Regions from separate parts of the Triticum aestivum genome. Here region 2 is linked to region 1. A link is a contact called in public Hi-C data. All regions are on one chromosome and are shown on one strand. The core of a region is the stretch at or near the end of the contact, and the rest is flanking DNA. Distances in the headings are between cores, read along the strand shown.

Evidence for each region. A called contact is a pair of places that touch in the nucleus more often than the background predicts.
Region 2: a contact with region 1 is called in a Hi-C map of leaf, with 6 times the contacts expected there. The contact joins the promoter of LOC123145162 here to the enhancer-like site in region 1. A contact is called at or near these places in 2 of 5 Hi-C or Micro-C datasets (both in leaf).

The regions. Positions count from the first base shown.
Region 1 is chr6D:370,912,916-370,916,371 of IWGSC CS RefSeq v2.1, forward strand. No RefSeq gene overlaps it. Among protein-coding and RNA genes, the nearest start is that of LOC123145161, 39 kb to the left of the region's middle. Within about 2 kb of position 1,531, at least 2 of the 8 cell types and tissues checked have an H3K27ac peak or open chromatin away from gene starts, as enhancers often do. A contact at or near this core is called in leaf, where this site is marked.
Region 2 is chr6D:371,088,730-371,092,185 of IWGSC CS RefSeq v2.1, forward strand. LOC123145162 (lysine-specific demethylase JMJ706) reads left to right here and starts at 1,820. Exons shown (of 12, transcript XM_044564498.1): 1 at 1,820-2,116; 2 at 3,395-3,456.

The sequences.
Region 1 (3,456 bases), core at 281-2,780:
TTAGGGGTGTCTATAGGAGTACCCTAGAATCATAGCAGGTCGCAGAAAATGGAAGCAAGAAATCCATAAAGATTGCATGACCCAACGACCGAGAACTTGTTTGCAGAGCCCACCTTTGGGTCACACAACTCACACAAAAGTCTTCAACAAGGTGAGGCCCAAAATGTTCTTCTAGCCCAACCAATTCGCTGGAAAGAAAATCCTAGATTTTCTCTACTACTTAAAGATAATGTAAGGTTCCCATTTCACCTTTCTTCCCACCACCCCTTCGTCCAACATTCCATGTAATGATAATGAATCACCTTAATTTACATACCTTCTGAACTAATTTCACTTTAATTTACTTACCAAACTTCTAATCAAAATATAAAGCAATTCACGGTCAGAATTTAATAAACATTTATTTACATAATCGCATTAATATTGGCAGGTAAATCACAAGCTAACGTACTAGAATATTTATATCCCGTTGCAACGCACGGACATTGTTTTAGTAAAGAAAAATAAAGCTGAGCAACAGGTTTATACACTAATAAAGCAAGAGTGCGTCAAACTTTCATTTAGATGAAAAAATAATAGTTTCTACAAAGTTGGATTTATGTGGAGATTCGTCGGGATTTTCTCATTTGGTTAATCAAATAGTGCGGAAATTAGATTTTTCTTTTAGGAGAGTGTAGAAATTAGATGATCCATAAAACTCGTGGGGTGCTAGTACATTCCTGCTAGTCCCCACGTCACGCTGCTTGGGCGCACACGCTGGTCGCCAGCTCGCCATGCATGACGCGTTCCTTTCGGTCCATCAGCTTTCTCTCCCATCTCGCGTCCTCTTTTCCTTCTTGTTTTGGTCCCAACCAAATCGTGGCACTCTGTAGCGTACTGGCTCATCACCCATCAGCCGGGGCACCTCTGCATTCACTGACGCAGTTTGGCTGGAGCGCACGAGATGTGGCACCAAGCGAGACCCGGCATACAGGCAGCACGCAAAGCTTTCTGGTGCTGATCTCGAGGCCTCTCCAAGTGGAAAAAGCACGACATCCCTCGCGGTTCAGGAGAGAGGCCCCGGCCTATTATAGGGAGTGGAATGATTGTACTAGCACCCGTCATGTCTCGTCGTGTTTTGTTCTCCCTGGCCTCCGAATGCGCTTGGATTGGATTGGAGAGAAGGGGGTGGAGAAGGCGGAGTGTTAGGCCAGACTTGTGTTACCTTATTCCCGTGTACTGTACTGACTAATACCACACGCTACAGCCCTATGTGGCGTGCCAAAATTAATCCGTAGCCGTGAGCTAGGATATGTTCTTGACGACTTCTTGTTCTTCGTTCTGCTAGTAGCTTCGACGTAGGCTTCTAAAGACGCACGCGAGAGTCGTGCTTGTGATGATGCATGCGCGCGTCCATCACGTATGAATGCGTGTGTGAAAGCGCTTATTCGCCGGCGTCAGTCGGATCCATCGGCCAACGGAGATCAGGAATGATATCCGAATCGGATGTGGACGTTGCAAGAAGTTCATCTAGCTTGGACTGGCCAAAGCCGATAGACCCAGACCACGCACCCAACCCAAGATAGTCATTGTTGCGCTTGCACTGATTGGATGACGGCAGCTCTGCATGATTGTTCACCTGAACCCGTTGCAATAACAAAGATTATCTGCTTCACGTTGCGGCCACGTAAAGCGACAAGGGCCGACGTTGGCCTGGAAAGCGGGCACCGCAACATCGAACGTCTTGACCCACCCTAGCTGGCCTCGAAATCCAACTCTCTCTGCTAGCTGCTAGGTTAGTTAGGCGATGCATGCATGCATGGGAGAATAATCGGTGACGGAGATATCGCATCGATCGCACGATTGATCGATGGCTATATGGGCGCGCAGGCCAATGGCGTCGATCGCTGTCACCGCGACACGGACGGGGCCGGAGAAGAGACGATCAACACCAAGGGCAGTGAAAACGATGGCACTTTGGCAAGATCAAGCAATCTCGTTTCGTGAAAAGGGAAGATCAAGCGACCTCTCAACTAACGAGGAGCAGAAGATGGCTTGTGTTCGTGTCCCGGAGCAGGTAGGAGCATACATTCAGGAATGTGTGTCAAAATGTCACCCGATCCAACTTGCTGTATTACTTTGGAATACTTTGGTATCAAAAGGGGAGGATATGTATGCAAGACCAAATCCCGGTGTATCAACAGGGTCAACTAAACTAATCAGCTTTTTTCCTTTTTCGAGAAAACTACTCAGTTTTTTAGTACAGTACGCTCCAATCGGTGTGAACTGCTCCCGTCACCGGCCCGGGAGACAGACTTCTTTCCGTTAATTCTCAAATTAATGGGTCCATTGGGTGAACTACCATCACAAAAAGATGCAGTTGATGCAGTTTTCTTGAGCACAATGTTGACACATGAGGGGGGATAAAAACCGTGTGGGGTTGAAGTATCAAAGTCAACGGACGTAGTTAAAATGAAATGCCTCCTCGATTCAGAATCTTCCGTTGATGAGTTCACAGAGCTCCAGCGTAGATTCCTGCCAGCTCCTCGGGGCGACGAGGTTAGGATTTCTCGTCGTGCGTACAACGGTGATATTTGGTGTCAGGTTCTTCAGATCAATTCAAGGATTCAACGGCGATGACTGCGGCTCCAGGGCGTTGGTCCTTAGGAGCACGTGTAAGAAGACTTCCCGTCTGTCATCGACAAGGTTAGGCCGGCTCCGGTACGAGAGCGGCGATAGCAACGCGTCGGTGGCTTGTTCTGGCGGCGGCAGTGATCGTTCGGTGGTCCGTGGACCTCGATGTAGTTTTCATTATGATTGAGGTGTTTTATACTTCCAGTAAATCTTTATAATAGATCTGATCCTTCTAAAAAAAAGAGAGTTCGCCAGCTTAAACTGCGTGATCAGCCATCAATCAATAAAGTTAAAAAGGCAAAGAAAGAAAGAAAGTAACATATCAAACTCCCGGAGATGCCGCTAGCTTTCAGTTGAATTATTTGCTGCTTGGTACTAGACGCACGTCGTTTCCCCTTACTCAAACCATGGAATCTTTCCTTGTTTTATAGGGACAAGACCTACTCAAATCAAAGCAATAAAAAGGGCGAGGGCTAGCTAACCGCTCGCTGATGATAGTGCCGGTGCGCTCCGCCCTAACCACCGCGAAGAATGCAAGTGGTACATGCCCTTGAGAATTTGACATGTGTTCTAAAAGGGTGGGAATTTGACTGAGCCGTCCGATCTCAAAGTCCACATGCTTGATCATGAGAAAGAGACTCTACCAGACCAGCAGCAGCTAAATATGTTGCGTAAAGTGGACCCAAGTTACATTTGTTTTCGGGTTAATAATAAAAGGTGGGTCTTTTACGCTCACATTGGTAATCCACGTGGGATTAAATTTTTGGCAGTCAAAACTCTCGCTCATGAGAGGGTGGTGGTTAACGCGAACTACCTGTGGTTCGATGGTTAGAGGGATAGTGG
Region 2 (3,456 bases), core at 570-3,069, 180 kb after region 1:
TAAGAAAAACAGTCCATCAGTTGTAAGATCTCTTGCTGCTAAAATGAGTGGTCGGTGTGGCATGAATAAAATCCGTAGCATGACATTCGGATCTGATGTTTTTATGTGTACCTGACACATCTTGAGGATTAAAGATGCGCTTGAGTCAATTCGAATATATCATGGTTAGGAGTTAGATCCAAAAAGCTAAGTTATATGTGATAAAATTCAACTTATGGTCCTTCTATATCATGGGTTGTAATTTGTTACGGTCTTAGGGAAAATATCTCTCACATATATTTGGACCCATACAAACTATTCAATTTTTCTCAATTACTGCTTGGATTTTTCAAAAATAGTCTAAGTATTTGTTGTCAATATGAGCGGACGCGGCAAAGCGTGCCTTCATGTTCATATATGATAACATTGGATGAGCAAACCAACCTGTGGTTGGATGGTTAGAGGGATAGTGGTATCCCCAGCCCACCAGGGTTCAAGTACTGGTGCTCGCATTATTCGCCTACAGTGACTTCGTAAATTTCAAGATGACATGCCGGCTCAGTCTCTCGGAGGTACTCATAGGGATAGGGTGTGCGCGTGTGCGTTCATAGGGATGACTGTATGCGCGTATGTATGAGCGCTTACGTCTGTACTGATGTTTAAAAAAAACATTAGATGACCGGTTCCCGCATCCGTGTCCACGGACTGGTCCCCCTATCCGCGAACAGATGTGGGAGCAAAATTGCTGGTCAAAGTTGTAGATGCCCTAAGATAGTACCAAATACCCACTAAAATTTAGGCCTCGTCAATGTTGCACCTAACACTTGCAAACACTGTACGCCTTCTCCCCAAGAAAAGAAAAGGCTAGGTTTTCTCTGTCTCCCGCCGCCGCCGCCGGTGTCTTCGGTGGCCTTAGGGCTATGGCGGCGCGGTGGATCCCGACCCTTGCCCACGGGAGGGCACCGTCTTTGGTTAGGATTTGTGTCCTGCTCAGAAAGACGAGACGACGGCGGCTCCCGAATGTGATACTCCCTGCCTATTCCCCGTCTCGGTGGTGTGTCAAGCATTTGTCGGTGGACGTGTGGAGGTGTGTCTCCGGCGAAGCTGTCCTCGGTGGATTTGCTCGGATCTTGTCGTAGTTCGTCTATGTTTATGTGTCTTCAGATTAGATCCTTTCGATCTATGCTATTCTTCAACGGAGGCGGTTGCTATTCTGGTGCGTTGGTCCTATGGGCCTTAGCACGACAACTTTCCGACTGTCTACTACAACAAGTTTTGCCTGGCTCCGGCAAGGGAGGGGCGGCGGCGCTCCTTCGGCTTGCTTTAGTGCTTGTAGTCGTCATTAAAGGGTTCTACGGATCTGAATGTAATTTTTATTATTTTTAGTATTGGTTGTACTGTCATGATTGAAGATGAATATATTATAAGTTTTATTAAAAAAAAACACTTGCAAACACTCTCCGGTACTGAACGCAGTTTACAATTCAGCTTTTACTCAGGTGTTGCAGCTTCGGTTAGCACCCTCTGCCAGTCCGTAATGCAATTTACACTTCCACTACTCAAAAAACCCGTGCACACACCAGAGTGAGGCAACGGGGGCCAGAAAAGCCATTGGCTGGCACCGCTGCGCTGGAGAAGACAGACGGACCCATGACGACGGCCTGCAATCACAACGTTCGTTCGCAACCACCCCATCTACCAGAAAATTACATGACAATATTTCTTTATATAAGCACACAAAATTCAACTCTAATCTAATACAGATTAGCCCCGTAATAAGCGCGGATTAGAGAAGCCCAAACGCAATAGAGACGCAGTACCGGCAGTTATCCCGTATTAATATCACCCGCACTTTTCCTTCCCTTCGTTTCCGCACCTCGCCTCCTGCCCCTCCTCTTACTCCTCCCACCCCTCGCCGCGTCTCGGAGGAGCGCCGCCGCGGTGCTCGGCGTCCTTAGCTCCGCCTCGGCCCGTGGCTGCCGCGCCCACGCCTCGCGCGGAACGAGCCTCGTGCCCCTCGGCGCCGCGGCGGTTCAGGGCAGTGGCGGGCTCGGATCCAAGCGCGGGGGATCCGGCAGAAGGCCCCGGAGGGGAATGTGGCTCCCGGCTTGAAGCTGTCGCCGGACGGGAGGCCACGGTGAGTGATTTCCGGGCTGTGAATTGCGAATCGGGGACCCGGGCGGGTGCGCTCCTGCGGTGCGGGTGGGTGGATTTGTTTCAGGGGCGGGCGTTCAAAAAATTCGGTTCGTCTTCGCTAGGTGAATTAGTGGAGCTCTTCGATCATTAGCTGTAATCGCCTGGGCGCGCTTGCTCTGCTCTGCTCTGGCCCTTTTGCTGTTGGCGATTTTCTGTTTTGGTTTGAGGCTGCGGAGACCACTTCTATCGTGTGGAGCGATGCACGTAGCCGTTGGATCGTGTTTAACCGGGAGTGTAGTTGCCACGAGGGGCTAATTCCGCGGTTCCGACGACCAATCGTCTGGATTTCTTCTCGTAGCTGGAGTTGTTGGTGATAATTTTTGTTGTTCCAACAGTTTGGTTAAACTGCGCTCGACTGCTGGTGGTTGTAGGCGATAATTCCACGATTTTATGCGCGAGCGCGTGATTTTAGATGTGTTTTGACTTTTGAGTAACCAAGTTCGTGAATATACCTGCTTGCCGCGTAATATTCATCATTCTCCGAGCGCACTGGGTTGATTTCGTACTAGATCGTTCTATTTTCGAGAATTCTCTTCGTATGTTGTGGTAGAACGGTAGAATTGAGTTTAAAATGGTAGAAAATTTCGTGTCATGTTTGATGTGTTTCCAAATTCTAACTGTTCCATAGTTTTGACCAGTTTTCCTGGGTGGGAAATATATTTGACCACCTGAGCTTGCTATTTTTGCGCTTGTTCTTGTTGTGAGTTTCTGCTCCACTAGCACGTGGTGGGAACTAATGACTATACCATGTGAATTCGCGGGCGACAACTCTAGGTGCTTAATTGGGCATCTTTAAATGAACAGATTCAGAAGTGTTTTCCTTAGGAATTTGACCTGTGTGATTTGGTCTTAACTTTTTCATGTGGTGTTTTGTGATTGAGATGGCACTTAACTGTTGGATTCCTGGGATCAACAGGAGGGTGACTTATTTGCACCCTACGACATGTCGTGTGTGTGAACAATCCAGTGAGATAGTGCCTTAAAGCATATAGAATGATCTGGAAAAGTAGCACACAATGGCACAATTGACACGCACATGTTTAAATTTCTGCATGTAGCCTCCACTTTTTGATGTAATAGTCCTTTTGCATGAGTTCGCTGGAGAAGAACCTTTAAATCCCGTCCACTTTGCTTTAGTTAGGCAGCTATTATTTAGTAATGTGAAGTATACATACAGTGTTCTAGTTGGATAAGTAGTCATATCCTTTTGTTTATACAGGTCGAGAGGAGGCACATGTTATTGAGCTGGGGATATAAAGCATGGGTGCCATCAGCCAGTAA